Linked DNA regions of Mus musculus: region 1 is linked to region 2. The links are chromatin contacts, called in public HiChIP or PLAC-seq maps. All regions are on one chromosome and are shown on one strand. Each heading gives the region's core, a stretch centred on a gene start, on an enhancer-like site or on the middle of the called end of the contact. The rest is flanking DNA. Distances are from core to core; before and after follow the strand shown. Region 1 holds the start of Aar2 (AAR2 splicing factor homolog). Region 2 holds the start of Dlgap4 (DLG associated protein 4).

What was found. HiChIP or PLAC-seq counts read pairs in DNA pulled down with a chosen protein or histone mark.
Region 1: a contact with region 2 is called in an H3K4me3 HiChIP or PLAC-seq map of embryonic stem cells, with 45 read pairs. The contact joins the promoter of Aar2 here to the promoter of Dlgap4 in region 2. A contact is called at or near these places in 14 of 39 promoter capture datasets (the 3T3-L1 cell line, the SN4741 cell line, cranial neural crest and 9 more), 11 of 484 Hi-C or Micro-C datasets (the G1E-ER4 cell line, cardiomyocytes, cerebellum and 7 more), 9 of 115 datasets of contacts at active chromatin or transcription factors (VIP interneurons, craniofacial prominence, embryonic midbrain and 4 more) and 2 of 9 other capture datasets (adipose tissue and embryonic stem cells).

What each region holds. Positions count from the first base shown.
Region 1 is chr2:156,546,271-156,549,117 of GRCm38.p6, reverse strand. Aar2 (AAR2 splicing factor homolog) reads right to left here and starts at 1,542. Exons shown (of 4, transcript NM_026661.4): 1 at 1,235-1,542.
Region 2 is chr2:156,612,122-156,615,104 of GRCm38.p6, reverse strand. Dlgap4 (DLG associated protein 4) reads right to left here and starts at 1,408. Exons shown (of 13, transcript NM_146128.6): 1 at 1,247-1,408. It overlaps Gm14169 (predicted gene 14169), which reads left to right and starts at 1,683. Exons shown (of 4, transcript NR_040372.1): 1 at 1,683-1,819; 2 at 1,909-2,160; 3 at 2,531-2,638.

The DNA.
Region 1 (2,847 bases), core at 293-2,792, 66 kb after region 2:
AATACACAAGCAGAAAAATCGAGTGCTGCTTGATGTTTACTCTTTTATTTAAAACAAACAAAAAATCCTTTTACAAAAAAATATTAGGAGCACACTTCATTGTCTTTACCTAAAAAAACAGGAGAAAAGACTCTAAATTAGCACTCTTTTTCAAACTGCAAGATGTATCTTGAGTTAAGAAATCATTTTTAGCCGGGCGGTGGTGGCGCACGCCTTTAATCCCAGCACTTGGGAGGCAGAGGCAGGAGGATTTCTGAGTTCGAGGCCCAGCCTGGTCTACAAAGTGAGTTCCAGGACAGTCAGGGCTACACAGGGAAACCCTGTCTCGAAAAAACAAAACAAAACAAAACGAAAGAAAGAAAGAAAGAAAGAAGGAAGGAAATCATTTTTAGACAGAAAGCTATCTGAAATAATGAGAAAAGTTACACAGAAGCCAGAAGAGGATGCTGAATTCCCTGACACTGGAGTTAGAGGTGGGTTTAGCACCATGGCGCCCTTAGGAACTGAGTCCAGGTCCCCTGGAAGAGCAGACAAGTCTCTTAACCACCAAGTCATCTCTCCAGCACCAAGAAGAGAACTTTTAAGCTATTGGAATGCCACAAGTAACAAGGATAGGAATGGTTCCAAGAAGACATGTGCTTGTATATACATGTGATCACAGCATAAAAGTCTTGTGACTGTAGTTCACAGTAAAAAAAAAAAAAAGTCTGAAACACAAACGAATACTCTTCACAAGCCTGCAATACAGAGACAACTCCTCAGCGTATTCACCGCCTTCCAAGAGTGGAGAGTACTTGGTCCTCAATGCGTTCTCTATCTGGCTTTAGGGAATGGCCCGAAAACGCTGCATGAATTTCCCTGGGCAACTCTTCAGCTAATTTAATACCACCCCAATCCGAAGGATTGTTCTAACCACACTGGCTTCTTTCTTACCCTCACACCAGAGAAAACTCTACCCATAGCACTTGGTCACACAATTATTTTTCTTTTTTTAATCTTAGTAAAGCCTCCTCGACCCGGGACTAAGTCAAATGTTGGTGATGACACTCTGGCTACCCTGTTGCCGTTCAGTTCCAGGGACAGGTGTGTAACTTTGTGTACTTGGTTGAAGACTGTCATGCCCACAAGACTCGAGTCCCTGATGCCTAGCATACACACGAAGCTTAATTTTTTTTTTTTAACTTACGATAATATGCACTTTAAATAAAGCCAGGAAGCCGGGTAGGTGACTTACCGGAAGCCACGCAGATCCAGCTCGAGTGAGTCTCGTTCTCTGGTTACAGTTAAAGGGGTGTGGGGGGAAGTTCCTTCGGGAGCCCCAGAGACCCTGACCACGGTGTCCTCAGGGACGGGTTCTCAGGAAGAAAGGCCTCCTCAGACACCAGCTCACAAAGCCAGACTCCGCCAGCGCGATTCTGAGACAAGAAGCGAGGTGGCCCGACCACACACAAGGAAACCGGAGGCCGAAAGGCGCACCGAGGGCCGACACTCACCGTAGCACCTCAAGCTCCGGTTCCGCGGAAACGGGACGGAAGTTCGGCTGCTTTGGTGCCGGATAGGTGCTACGGAAAAAGTAGTCCGGCGGAGCCCCGAGTCTCAGAAGAAATGGCCCGTGCTTCCAGGTTCCTCACGATAAGCACTTCATTTTCTTCTTACTGTTTCGTTTTACTTCCCGAATTATAAATAACGACTTTAATTAAACTATCCACTTTATATCCCCGTCCAGAAACATACTCACCATCCACAGTCCTTTTGGTCTCAAGCAGACACGGGCTGGCCAAAGCATGGTTCAGGTGTTGGCACACAGTAGCCACAGACTGGCTCAGTCATGGTTGGTCCTCTTTAGCCACATTTCCTATGCCGGTCACCATGTCAAAAGTTCCCTATTATCTCCAAGTCCCGGCTTCCAGACACATTCATCCCTAGTTTCAGAACCAAGGCTGTTGCCTGAAGGGAGAACCAGTCCCTTCAAACGCAAACACAGCAGTTCCTCTGGAAATGACCACCCAGTGTTTTCCAGGCCTTACAGAATACAGCAGTCAAGCTATAAATGTGCACTGAGTGAGGAAACCTGACTGTCTTTTTCTTCTCTATTTCCTTAGAACCTAGCACATAGCCCTCATAAATGTACTGTGTATTTAATAACAAATCAAATGATGTGTATAGTAAATGACTATCCATAGGCCTTGCTGTATTAGTCAGGGTTCTCTAGAGTCACAAAACTTATGGGTAGTCTCTATATAGTAAGGGAATTTGTTGATGACTTACAGTCTGTAGTCCAGCTCTCCAACAATGGTGAGCAGCAGCTGTGAATGGAAATCCAAGGATCTAGCAGTTGCTCAGTCCCACAAGGCAAGCAGGTGAACAAGAGAGAGAGAGAATCTTCCTTCTTCCAATGTCCTTATGTAGGTCTCCAGCAGAAAGTGTGTGCCCAGATTAAAGGTGTGTGCCATCACACCTGGATCTGGAACTTGCTTTGTCCCACATGACTTTAAACTCAGAGATCTCCCCTGTCTTAATCTTCTCGGATTCATAACCACTATGCCTCAAGATTTCCATGCCATTATCCAGGTCAGACACTTGCATCTCCCAGCCTCCAGATTAGGGTCACTGTGAGCCTACCAATTCTGGATTGTAGTTCATTCCGGATATAGTCAAGTTGACAACCAGGAAGAGCCAGTACACTAACCTTGTGCTCAGTGGTTCTGTACATCAGAACTCCACCATGAGCCAGAGCTACTGGGAGATACATAGATACTACTTCTAATCTCCTCACTAACCATAGCCAAGATGTGACCCTCCTCTAATCTTGTACTGCCAACTTTCCCGACCTGATTGTAAGCTTGT
Region 2 (2,983 bases), core at 159-2,658:
AGCCCAGCTGAGGGGGAGGATGGCCCCCCAACCCGAGCCTCGGCTATCAGCCCGGAAGCCAGCTCTGCGGCCCCACCCAGTCCCGCTGTCCTTAACAGTCTGGCTCAGGCCCCTCGGACCACCCTTGGCCCAGGCAGCCCACAGTTTTCTATACCAGAGGAAGGGGAGAGAGGTAGCCACCTGAGGGAAGAATTCCACAGACTCCTCCAACAGGCATTCTGACATGGTCCTGTCTGGTGAAGCCACAGAGGCAGAGGGACCGGACCCTCCCCCACCGCACAGGAGGTGCCAAGAGTAGAGGCGGGGCAGTCCAGCCTCCTTAGGGCTGGGGACTGCAGCCCCCTCCCCCTCTGCATTTTCTACTTCCAAGCAGGTGGAGGTGCTGGGACATTCCCCCCCCCCCCATCAGCACAGTCCTCCAAGCGTAAGGTTCCCCATCCTTTGGGTATCTCCGCCACAACTGGCCTTCACCCACCCACCTACCCACCACCCTTCCCCCATTTCATTTTCCCCCACAACATCAACAGTCGGTGACAGCCCTTTCCGCAACACAGGCAGCATAGAAGAACGCGAGAAAGGAGATGGATGAAGGGCTGGATGGGGAATCCGACAAGGCAAGCTCTGCCCAAGGAGGCCCAGGGACCATCACTTGCCCAGGTAGCACATGTCCCCTCCCAGCAGGCCCTGCACATCTGGACCCAGCTGGCCTCCGCAGCCACCTGGTCTATCCTCCACCCGCTCTGTACGCGAACCCCCGTTCCCGCGGGGCGCCGCACGTGGGGGCCTCCCGTGGCCATGTGAGCGGCCCCCCCACAGCCCAGGTGCCAGGGTCGCTCGGCCCCTCCCGGGCAGACGAGCGCTCCGGGGGCGATGCGGCGCGGGGTCGCCCGCCCCCTCCCCGGATGCCCGGTCCCGGGGAGATCCCGGGAAGGGAGTACGAGCGTGCGGCAGGCTGAAGGCAAGGAAGCCCCGGCCGCCCGGACACGCGGCTGGGAGGGGGCTGCCGCTGCCAGCCGCCTGCGGATGGAGGGCCGGGAACCGCTCCTGCGCCCCGGCCAGGGAAGGGCCGACAGCATCGGAGGGGCCGGCCCGCGTCGGTCCCCAGGCCCGGGCGCCACTGCCCGTCAGAGGATCCGGGAGACCCCGTCGCTGAGCGCATCTGTCCCGGGGTCTGCCCGCGGCTGGGGGCTGCCCCCGATCTAGCCTCGGAGGAGGGTCTTGACGCGTGCCACCCCCGCGCGCTCACCTGCGCCCTGCGCTCGACCGCCTCGGTCCACTCGGCCTCTGCGCTGCGCCCGCTCCGCTCGCTCGCTCGTTCCGCTCGCTCTAAGCTTCGCTCGCCTAGGCCCCGGCCCCGGCCCCGGCCCGCGGGCGCCCCATGCCTCTCCTCCGGCCGGCGCGGCGCCCCAGATGCGGCTGCGGGAGGAGGAGCCGCGCGGCCCCGGCTCCCCGAGAGCGGCGGGGAGGGGGCGGGGGGCGGGGAGACGCGCGCGGGGGAGGGGGCCGCGCGGCTGCGCCCAAAACCAGGCGCGGATCAGGCCGGGGGCCCGGGGCTGCGGGGGACCGCGGGGGCCGCTCGGGGCCCGGCGCGCCACCCCCGCCGCCCGCCCGGGGAAGGGAAGGGGAGGGGAGGGGCACCGCGGCTGCGGACGCTGGGTGTGTAGCGGAAAGAGCGCTTGGGAATCTGCGACCGATCGTCCAGAGAGGGCAGACTACCGGAGCGAGGTTACACAGCGCTGGCCGCGGTGGCGCGCGAACTTGGAAACCTGGGTTATTGAGTGGGTCGGCAGGAAGGTGTTTTGGCTGCGTTCACTGTGGGGTAGGAAAACTGAGGCACGGGAAAGATGCGGCTGGTCTGGGTCTCGCTGCGGGAGTCAGGCTTCTTCTCACCCCTCTTTCTCCCGTTAGGGTTCTTGCCTCTAGGATCGGGTGCCCCCTCCCGGTGACCCGCTTCCTGGAGAACCCTTGTTTTGGGCAGCAGTACCTGGCTGGCTAACGCATCTCTGGAATTCGTGGCCGGGCACCTGTCCTCCCTCTCACGGGGGCTCTGTGATCACGGACCATAGTCCGTGCTTCTCCCTGAGCTCGTTTTTCTACCCGCACAATCGGGACCACATAAGCATCTACCTCCTTAAGAAACCGAAGAGATAAAGAATAGAGGTAAGCTCTTCGTACTGGATCATGGCATTCAATAGGTGTCAAATGGATGTGCCTCCTCCCCTGGCTCCCACACAGCTGTCCCTGGAGAATACTAGGTATGCAACTGAGGCTCCTCCAGGCCTCTTTCTTCTCTTCCACTGCCTGCCCACCCTCCTCACATCTCTACCCCACTATTCTAGTCCTAGCCTCTCCTCTTGCCTGAGCCTGCAATGCCCTCCCACCATCTCTCAGTGACAAACTCCTACTCATCCCTCAAGACCCAGAGCAATTTCATGTACCAGCTTCTCACACTACTGGCCCACCCATGCCTCCCTTCAAAAAAAAAAAAAAAAAAAAAAAAAAAAAACAACCAACCTTCCCTTTCTCCCAGGGTTTGTGCTGTTTGGACTCCCACCAACTACAGCTACTGGCCCAGAGGAGATCTGCCATGACCCATGCTGCAGGAATTGGCTTCCTGGCTAAGATAGGCAGAGGAAAGGTCAGTTTGGAGTCCTAGAGGAGGGTGAAGGGCAGGAGAGGAGGGACTGTAGGTTCAGGCAGCTGTCACTGGAGAGGAACAAGGTCCCTTCCCTTGGGTAGCTAAGAAGACCTCTATGGATTCGGAAGCCTCTGGCAGGGCTGAACAGTGGCCTTGCACTGTGTAGCTGGCTAAAATGAGCAGGTGTCGACCGGCCTCAGAAAAGGGTTTCAGGGCCTTGTTCACCGAGGCTTTACAGCAGCACTGACTATAAGTGAAAAGCTGATCACAGTCTAAACAGCCGTTTGTCTGGAGCCGGGTAAAACAGTGACCACAGAAGGCTGTCCCCATGCCACAAGCCTCAAA